Linked DNA regions of Mus musculus: region 2 is linked to region 1. A link is a contact called in public HiCAR-type data. All regions are on one chromosome and are shown on one strand. Each heading gives the region's core, a stretch centred on a gene start, on an enhancer-like site or on the middle of the called end of the contact. The rest is flanking DNA. Distances are from core to core; before and after follow the strand shown.

The links. HiCAR-type assays count read pairs that join an accessible place to other places.
Region 2: a contact with region 1 is called in a HiCAR-type map of fibro-adipogenic progenitors, with 2.0 times the contacts expected there. The contact joins two enhancer-like sites. A contact is called at or near these places in 4 of 484 Hi-C or Micro-C datasets (CD8 T cells, embryonic stem cells, liver and 1 more) and 1 of 115 datasets of contacts at active chromatin or transcription factors (fibro-adipogenic progenitors).

Annotation. Positions count from the first base shown.
Region 1 is chr1:183,951,560-183,956,452 of GRCm38.p6, reverse strand. No RefSeq gene overlaps it. Among named protein-coding and RNA genes, the nearest start is that of Gm34130, 17 kb to the right of the region's middle. Within about 2 kb of position 1,717, at least 15 of the 459 cell types and tissues checked have an H3K27ac peak or open chromatin away from gene starts, as enhancers often do. A contact at or near this core is called in fibro-adipogenic progenitors, where this site is marked.
Region 2 is chr1:184,083,708-184,088,727 of GRCm38.p6, reverse strand. No RefSeq gene overlaps it. Among named protein-coding and RNA genes, the nearest start is that of Dusp10, 52 kb to the right of the region's middle. Within about 2 kb of position 3,672, at least 28 of the 459 cell types and tissues checked have an H3K27ac peak or open chromatin away from gene starts, as enhancers often do. A contact at or near this core is called in fibro-adipogenic progenitors, where this site is marked.

The DNA.
Region 1 (4,893 bases), core at 468-2,967:
GATTAATAATTAATCCTCCCCTAAAGTTTCTGATTTTGCTTGGTTCCATTAATAAATTAAAAAAATATATCAGAACAATTCAAAGAAAACTTTTGGAATATAGCTGTTGAGGTTTTTGTCTTATACAGTATTCTAATGCTAAGTGTGGGAAAGACTCTACAAAGACCTGGAGTATGTGTGTAGCTCCTCTGACCCTGCCCCCAAGTTAGTTCTGATAGGTGAATACAGATGCCAACAGGCAATAGATGGACAGAAGAGACATAGATGGGGGTTTAGGTTTTCACACGCTTGGGAGAAGAGATGGGCCATGAGGAAAAGAAGGTGCAGGAGAGGGGGAAGGGTGGGTTAAGGGTCAAGAAAGTGTTACCCTGAGGGCTGCCTAATTGGAGTTAATAGCAGCCCAGATGGAACATGGTAAATAGAAGTAACTTGGGATTATCGATAGGAAAGTAGATGCTGATAGCATGGAGACTAGGTATCTGCCCAGCTCTTATGCTGATTAAGGCTTATTGTAAATATAAAGGCTATGTATGAGTGTGTCTTTCATCCAGGAACTCAATGATCAAGGTGGGTAGAAGCTCTGGGCTAGGGATTTAAATAATTTATACTCCATATAGCAATAAAATGACTTCTAATGGCATATTGCTATACCCATGTATTAAGGTGTTAGCCCTCATAGAAGCTTCTTCTTGCAGTAGACAGCAATTGACAAAGAGATGGACCACTAGACAGTGAGGGACTTTGGAACTCTCAGCCCTAAATGGGATGTCTTTATCAATCACCTCCCCCTCCCCCGCACCCCCGCTACCTCTACCCAAGGTTCAGGGATCTATATGGGAGAGGAGGTAACAAGATTATAAAAAACCAAAGATGGTGGATGAAACAGTGTCTTCAAAACCTAACAGGACACAGGCACATATGAAGTCACCAAGATCATGGTAGCATACACGGGACCTGCACAGGTTCAAACCAGATGAAATCCCAGTACTGAGGAGGAGAAATGGACACAAAGTTCCACTTGTAACCAAAAAGCTATTTGATATTGATGTACACTGGGAAAGAGAAAACCAGTGTGCTCTGATGGAGTGTCACAGGATGCTTAACCATACTGCAGGGCAGGGCCTACAACTAGGAGAATATGGCCAACACAAAATGGTGGTGTGTGTGTGTGTGTGTATTTGTTGTTTTTGTCTTACTGGCATTCTTTCAGTTTGTCTGTTTTGACTTTTGATTTTTACTTTTTTGTTGCTTTTCTTTCTCTCTATTTTTTTTAAATAGAGAGAACATAAAGTTGGGTAGGTAGAGAGGTAGGGAGAATCTTGGAAGAGTTGGGGAGAGGAAAGACTATAATAAAAAAAAACCCTATGAAAAAAATTAAATAAAAAGTTTAAAAGAAAAAAAAAGAAGACATTGGAAAATGTAGGGGGACAAAAAGACCTAAACCTTTGTTGGAGCTGTTCATGTAGGTAACTTGGTGTAATACTTGCCTAGTATGCTCAAAGCCCTGGGTTTGTTCCCAGCCCCACATAAACTGGTCATGTCAGTGCACATGTGTGATCCCAGGACTCAGTTCCAGGAAACATTACCCTCTTCCATTTATCTGTTATCTGCTCGACTGCTTATGTAAACGGTGTCTAAATGCTGTACACAGTCACCTTCCAAGAATCTACCTCATTCGTCCAAACAAGGCAGGTTTCTGAATGCGTAAGTTCTCACAGCTTTGGGATCCACGAACTATTTAGATTCATTCTGCTTTCTTGCTTATCCCTCCGTGTTGATTTCCTAATATGAACTGTTAGTTCACTGGGGCTTCTCTTTGGCTGAATCCCTTGCTCACCACAGGTCTTCATAGATGGCTTGCATAGACACCATTCTTTAATTTGGGGTTTGAACCTCTGCCATCTATCTCATGCCCCTTTCTTGTCATCAATAGTGTTGCAATAAATACAAACAATATTCGAGAGCCTTTGGCTATAGGCAAATGGCGCCAGCATTAATCAATGAGCTATTGAGTCTATGCCACATACTCTGGATACTGTGTAATTCTATTTTTCTGGCTCTAAACAGACTCCAAGACTTAGTTTAGAAATCTCCTTGCCTTTCCTAACTTAGCTCATAATGATCTCATGCAGAAATTTGGACTTCTGGGCAAAGAAAGTTGAGCAATGAGAGTTATGGGGTTGCCTCAGCCTTGATGAAATGTGAGCTGTGTGTGGTGTGACAGAATGCAGTCAGGTCTTTCTGAGAGCCATCTCTGCCCCACCATCATAAGAACTATAATGGCTGTCCCTCTGCAGTAGACTTAATGTGCATGCTAAATTTCTACAATCTGGGCTAACGAGTTGGCTCTGTTGGTCAAATGCTTTCTTTGTAAGAATGAGAATCTGAGTTTGATCCCTAGAATCTATATAATATATTTGGGTGTGATGTTAACCCAGCACTGGGGAGGCAAAAATAGGTATTTCCTGCAGCGCCTAGCCACTCAGCTTGGTGAGCTACTGGCCAGGGTAAACAAGGTGGATTGCATCTGAGAAATGATTTTCAGGGTTGACCTTGGCCTCAATATATGTGCACAAGCACCTGCATAGACAAGTCTAGAACACACAAACACACACACACACACACAGAGGAGAAACATGTATACATATGCATGTAAACACAGATACATACATGTGCATGCATACAGACAGAAACATACATGTACACACACAGAAAACATGTATACATATGTATGCACACACAGAGACATACATCTGCATGCATACACATGAAGAAACATACATGTGCATACACACAGCACTCAGGAATCAGAAGCAACGTGTTCAGAGATAGCATGCCCTGCACCCTATCACCAGCAAATATGGAACAGGTAAGAGCCAGTGTGTAGGGTGAATGACTGGGGAATCACAGCCACCCCAAGGGTCTCTGGGATTAGCGGGAGCTGAGGAGACAAAATGGCCTTAAGTGAGCAGAGAGGAGAAGGCAAGGAGCAGAAGGGCATCCACACATGAGGCGGGGACAGCACCATCTCTTCACAGGCAGCTGTGATGGCAGCTGGACTCATACGCCTCCACCTCGAGAGAATACAGTGCTGGGGAAAGTCTGCGCTGACAGAGCCTGAAAGACTGTGTTTCTCTTCAATATTAGAAAATATCCCTTTTCATTTTTTAATTAAAAATGGATTTTTTTTCATATTTTGGTGACAATTTCTCCAAATCCACACTTTTTTTCTTTTCTTGTTCTTTCTGAACAGAATACCATTGGCACAGGCACCAGGACCAACAATCAATAAATGAGACCTCATGGAACTGAAAAGCAAGACGTATCTGCTTTCATGCCATGGGGTGGTTTTGATTTAAAATATGAATCTGAGCTGACCTCACTGAGAACAAGGCTTAAAGACTGCACAGAGGGAGACCAAGTATTCCAGGTGGAAAGCAAGACAGAGTGGAGGCCCTAAGGTGAAAAGGCGCCACAGCAATGGAGGGAGAGATAACAGGGACAAGAACATGGTGCGGAGAACACATGAATCCACACACTCACAAGTCCGACCTTGCTGAGTTAGCAGTGAACTGAGTGAACCTGTACTATCCCAGCTTCAATAATGAGTCTGTACACTATGAAAGAACTTTAAACTAGTAAACTCGGTTCACACACCTAGAATGGCTTTGTCTCTAGGCCTTCTGCTGCCGTTTGACTTGATGGAGGGACTCTGGTGTACAGGCCTCTGTCAATTATACTTCCATCTATTGCCTGTTTTTCAGTTAAGCATTTCATAAAGGTCGCCACATGCCCAGTCTCTGCCCTAGAGCCCTCCTGCCTCTCTGACCTCTCTGCTTGGTATTTCCATTTCTGTCTCTTATACATCTCCTGCTACAAGTCAAGCCAGAAGCCGGCACTATCATATTCTAACACTGATAGAGAAGAAAACATTTTGAGTACATAACTACTTGTATAATAGACTCAACAACAAAAGCAAATTCTGCAGATAATTCCCCAGGACTTTTAAGTGAATATAAAAGGAGGGAAAGAATTCCTCTGGCAAACCCACATTGCCATGGCCCCATGAGACAGCAAGCTTTTCCTTGCCACTCATATCAACTCTCAGCAGTGCGCAGTCAGGAAAACTCTAGGTAGCTCCAGACCTGGAGACATGGAACAGAGGAAGGAGAGGGACCTGGGATGCCCCTTTCCCAGTGTTATGAGAATCAGCAGGTCCCATCTTTGATGGATGCTCTGGAGACTATGATAGGTAGGGCTGTCACTCCTCCAGAAAGGGGATGGTCATGCAGAGGATGTCATAGACTCTGATACTACGCCATTTCTGGTCCTCTCTACCAGAGTGCCCTGGCCATTCTATCTGTGTCTCTCCTCCATTTGGCTCCCTTCATTTGGCCTCTATGAAGAGGACAGGTAAGGCATTGTGTGGAAATGTCTTTTGAATAAAACATCTCCTCCAGGAGGAGGAGGGAAGCCCATGGGACCCAGAGAGCAAATAGCCTTTTAATCTGGCTTTTCCCGTTGAGCAAAATGCTTTTTGAATTCGTGTACATTATTGCCCAAACCACTAATCCAATCCTTGACATTGCTGAATAATGTTCCCTGTGCAGGTATGACAACTTGACCCATAAAACAACCCAATGAGTAACCGTGTCGTCAGTATGTGGCTATTATTAATAAAGATGCTGTGAGTATGTAAGATTTTATGTGGGCGCACATTTGTAATGAGATATGATTATATTTATAAATATCTTCTTGTAGATTTTTCTGTTGTAAATAGACCGTTTCATTCCTTACATAGTCTATGGGTAGTTTGTAAAACATGTTATATTAATTAATTAATCAATTAATTTTTTACATTCCATATTTAATTCCCCACCCAACCCCATCCAC
Region 2 (5,020 bases), core at 2,423-4,922, 130 kb before region 1:
TTTGTTGTTGTTTTTTGGGGGTTTTGTTTGTTTGTTAAAGATTTATTTATTTATTATATGTAAGTACACTGTAACTGTCTTCAGACACTCCAGAAGAGGTCATCAGATTTCGTTATGGATGGTTGTGAGCCACCATGTGGTTGCTGGGATTTGAACTCCAGACCTTCGGAAGAGCAGTCGGTGCTCTTAACCACTGAGCCATCTCGCCAGCCCGTGGAAGCAGTGATTCTTGTTAAACCACTTTTCAAAAAAAAAAGTACCAATTAGTAGCATCTTCCAATTTCCACAGTGTAAATATTTTGAGTATAACTAGTAGTTATCAGCAGTTGCTAGCTCAAGAAATTCTAGAATATTTGGCAATCAGCTCTCTTTAGTCACTTTGAGCCAACTTCAGCACGTCACTGGGTCAGATAAAACAGATACAGATTTATGGCTTCTGGAGTATCAGTGGTGTGGAGAATCTGAACTGAGCTTGCTGGATAAAGCTCTATTGTTGTCAAGGGAAGGATCAAATATAGGATTCTTTCCAGGCAAGAGACTAGCCTGTTGCAGGCTATTTGATCATAAGGTGAACTCTAGATTGTGTTATTTACTGAAAATACCCATTTCTCATTGTGGTGTGTCTCATTCCTTCGCCCTGTAATTCCCCATGGCTGGAATACAGACATACCCTTAGTACACACCTTTAATCCCAAACAATGAAGGTAAAGTTAGTTTGTAGAAAGAAGCATCAATGTTTGAAAGTAATGTCTAATTGGGTGGCAGACAAAGTGGTGAATCAGAGAAAGATTTGACAGAATGGACTATGCCTAACTCACGAGATCAGAGAGGAAAGAGAGGCTGCTTAGGAGAGCAGTGCAGAGAGAGGAGGCAATTTTTATTGGGACAGTGGTACAGAGACAAATTGAAGAGAGATAATATGCTAGATGTAGATGAAGACAGAACAAGTCAGAGAATGAGAAGGAACCAGAAGATTAAAATATATTGCCAAAATTAATTTGAGGCCAAGCAGAGCAACCCAGGAGAAACCCAGAGAAGTGAGATTGAATCAGTCATGTTGCAGAGGAGTTTTCAACCAGAACAGCTGAGTTGAACCCACCAGACAGAGATCAGAAAGAACTAGGAAGAGGTGAGCTTATTTAGCAGTAAGTCTCAGAGATTGAAAACATTCTATGCCTAATAAGACTGTATGAAGGTGAGAAGCTTCCAGGACTAGGCCTAGGTTAGGCGAAGGTATTAAGCCTTGGAGATGACAATTACTTCAGGTGAATAAAAGCTGCTATTACACTAGCCTGAGCAAAGACTTGGGGGAAAGAAAAGGCATGGTGGATGATGTGGAGGGAGATGAGTTTGGTGAGGCTCTGTGTGCCTCTAGACCAAGGATGCACCACTCACTGCTGTTATCATCATTTGAGGCATGGGGAACCTGAGCAACAGAAGAGTAGAGAAAATCAGCAACTTGTACCCAAGCGCCCTACTGCAAAGTAGAGGCAACAGATCTGAACCCAGGTCTTTCCCCAAAGTTGGCTGTATATACTTTCTGCTACTCTTGTTGAAACTGGAAGAGAAGGAAAACACCAAACATGCCAGGGATAAATGAGATTTGGGCTATGTTTTCAGGAATAGCACCAAATTCCTCTCTCAAAGCATCTCTCTGGGCAAGCATTTCCTTACCCATTTGGTTCAGAGGACATTGGGAAATTTGATGAGAGGTGAAGATACCATTACTGTGATGTGTTGCAGTAAATCCCCAACCCAAATAAGCCCGGGCAGTGAAAACACAACACAGTTCATATGATTACATGCTGTGCGCCTAGATTGGACAGATCTACCGCTACACTACCATCTTCCACCTCTATGAGACCCCTTAGAACCTGCGGTTTCTCCAGGCCAGGTGCTTCTGCTCTGCTTTCCTTCCACCTCCTCCTCTGTCCTCCATCATCCTCTCTCCCCTTCTATTTCTCTCCCAGAAACTTCAGCTGCATCTTCCCCTCTTTTTTTGCCCAATCACTGGCTCTAGCCTTTATTTACAAATTAAGGTGGGAAGAAGGTTTACAGGAATCAAATGCAATTAGCCCCAGGGCTATCCACAACAGTGATGAACACGCTAAAACACATGTGCAGAATTGCTCATGGGTTTGGGGGCTCAATGCAACCCTGAAGCTGTATTGTAATCTCTGTGATTCAAAACCTTCAGGGGAAGGGCCCCTGTGTTTATAGCTTCCCATGCTGCTGGTCTTCCCCTTACTTGGCCATGGACATCCTGTCTCTGGATCGGAGGGGATGAGCCTCACTCCCTAACTGCCATCTTACTAGATGTCATAACAGGAGATTTTGTCTTTTATTGGAGTCCCAGAACCATGTCATTTAAAATACATCTTAAAAGGGTGTTGGACTAGAATGAGGAGCTGGTGATTTCCATTAGCCTGATCCCTGATGACTTTGTCCCCTGTGTCCCTAGCCATTATGTGAAACTCCATTAACACCTATTTTTAGTGCTCCCTTGAAGACCCATGCCCTTGGACATCCTTTGTCAAAAATACGTCATTAAAATATTCCTGAGTCTTTTAGCACTTCCATTTCCAATAAATTTACCTCACATGTACTAAATTATACTCACGAGTAAATTTCTAATGTACAATTTTTATGAATAAAATTCTAATGTAGTTGCTCTTTTTTCGTCACAAATCCTTCTGAATTTAAAGGAGGTATTTATAAAAGTGTTATAAACTTGTTTTTTTTTAATAAAAAGCCATTAAAATACAGAGCTTACGATCCCAACTTAATTATTTTGCTTCAGTTCTAATACTTTCCTTCATCTTACTTCCAACCCTCCCTTGCAGAACAGGAAAGGACAGAAACAACTTAAAGACAAAGTTCTGTCTGCTCCCATAGCCTCAGAAAACTTACAATAGCTATTTCATTCAATCACACATAAATACATTGGCCCATGAAAGCTGACAGAGCTCCACTGAGCTAACAGTTAAATATTCCAGAATTTTGTAAGCTGACAACTGTTTTAGATGAGGTTCACTAATGGGGGAAAGATGCTCTCTTTTTACTGGATAGTAATAAAATGATGAGCAATATGACCATCAAGGAGCTGATGAGGCAGAGCACATCCTTTGGAATTATGTACTCTAACACACTGTTTGGTACTCTGTGGGGGCCCTCTCAAGAGTGTGATCAGCCTGGCTATACATTGGGCTACAACAATATAAAAATGAAGTAAGTGTTGTTGAGCGGATAAATGCTGAAGCATTGGGAAAAATCACTCCCATGAGAACTTGAAGCAGTCACCTCCAGACTAAGAAAAACAATGTGTTGCTGAAGATTTTCATATATATATGAAATATATATATATGTATATATATATATGTATATATATATATATATATACATATATATATTAAACTTTGGTTCACTTATGGATGAAGCCTCATGTTCTTTTCTTTGAGCCTTTGTCTTGGTCTCTTTGTTGATGACCAGTCACTTGAACTTCTGCCCAGTGGCCCGCCCATGAGTCAGAAGTATCTATGAGGTTGGATGAGTGTCTCATTGAGTTTCAACTTGGAGGAGTGACATTTGTCCGACTCCTAGTTCTGTATTAGTCACTTGCTACATACTTTGCTCATATGAGCTCATTAGCTCACTTCATCCTCTAAAAATGTGATGTAGGCAAATAAGACTCAGAGAAGAGCGAGATGACTTAGTAAATGATACATGGCATTCATGACTTGAGTTTCTATTATTCAAGAGAAACTCATAAGAAAAAAGTGTGGTATTTAATCTTCCAGCATGCTTCAGAGGGCACTTACCCAGAGGCAAAGCCCTGCCTATCGCAGGATGAACGTGATAATGAAGAAAAGATCATTGACTGGGGTTTTCATGCTTCTCTTTAAACTTCACATTCATCCACACTTGAGTCATGAGGAAATAATTATAATTTAATCATTTCTTAAAGTAATCATCAATCTGATATGCATGCCTGTGGAGTGCTCAGCAGCCTGATGAGCAAGACTTCGGTCTGAGTTTAGTACCAAACCTAGAGTGTTTTTTTCTGATGAATTCTTTTTCAGCCCATTTCCCCATTTACCCTCTTTCAATATTGCCAAACAGACATCTAAGTTACCGAAAGCACACCGGCCAGACGAAGGGAATGGGTGTGGGATGAGTGAGAAACTGAAGAATCTGAGGCCTAGGGTGGGAACGTAGGAAGGCAACACTAGAGACTAGAGACTCTTCAGAAGCCCACTGGGTTTTCAGCAAGTTTAACTCTTTCAATAAAAAAGAAAAGTGAGAGGGTGAAAAAGACAGGACATGAAAGAATAAAGGGTTCAGAGTCCAGCTGGTAAGAAATCATGTCTTTGAGTTCAAGAAGAAAGGAAAGAAGCAGACAAGATCTGTTTCCTACACAACCCATCCTTATCCTCCCACAAGTCCTCTCCTTATCCTTTTCAATGGGACTGGGAAAGTGGTCAGAAGTGAAGGGCTCAGAGGAACTCTACTTGCTGTAAGGCCTATAGCCCAGACACTCATGTTCAGTTCATTTTTGTATCACTTATGATTCCTAGGACGAAGTGTGGGTGGTTCTGATTCCCTGAGGACTTCCTCTGGCCTCTGTGGCTTCCCTCTAAGAAGACTGGAAGTACTGGGACTGGCATCCATCATCTGTCTACTTAAGGAACCTTGATGAACAAATGCAACAGCTCCCACCCTCACTAGGATAATTCTTTCACTTTCTACATTGGAAACAAGATCTTACTTTCCAATTTGTTTATCCATCCCTTTCCCTCCATCTTGGCCTCAGTTCTACTCTCCCTTGCCAGTTTTATTGGATCATTTCATCAGCTGCTTCTTTTAAAACCCCTACCTTGAGATCTGCTTCAGAAAAACAAAAACAAAAAACAAAACAAGACAAAGAGAAATTAAAGCTTAATTCAACTGTCACACAATGGGTTAATAAAAAAAAATTGAGACACCCTCCCCCCCGCCAGAAGACACATCTGACAGTTATCTC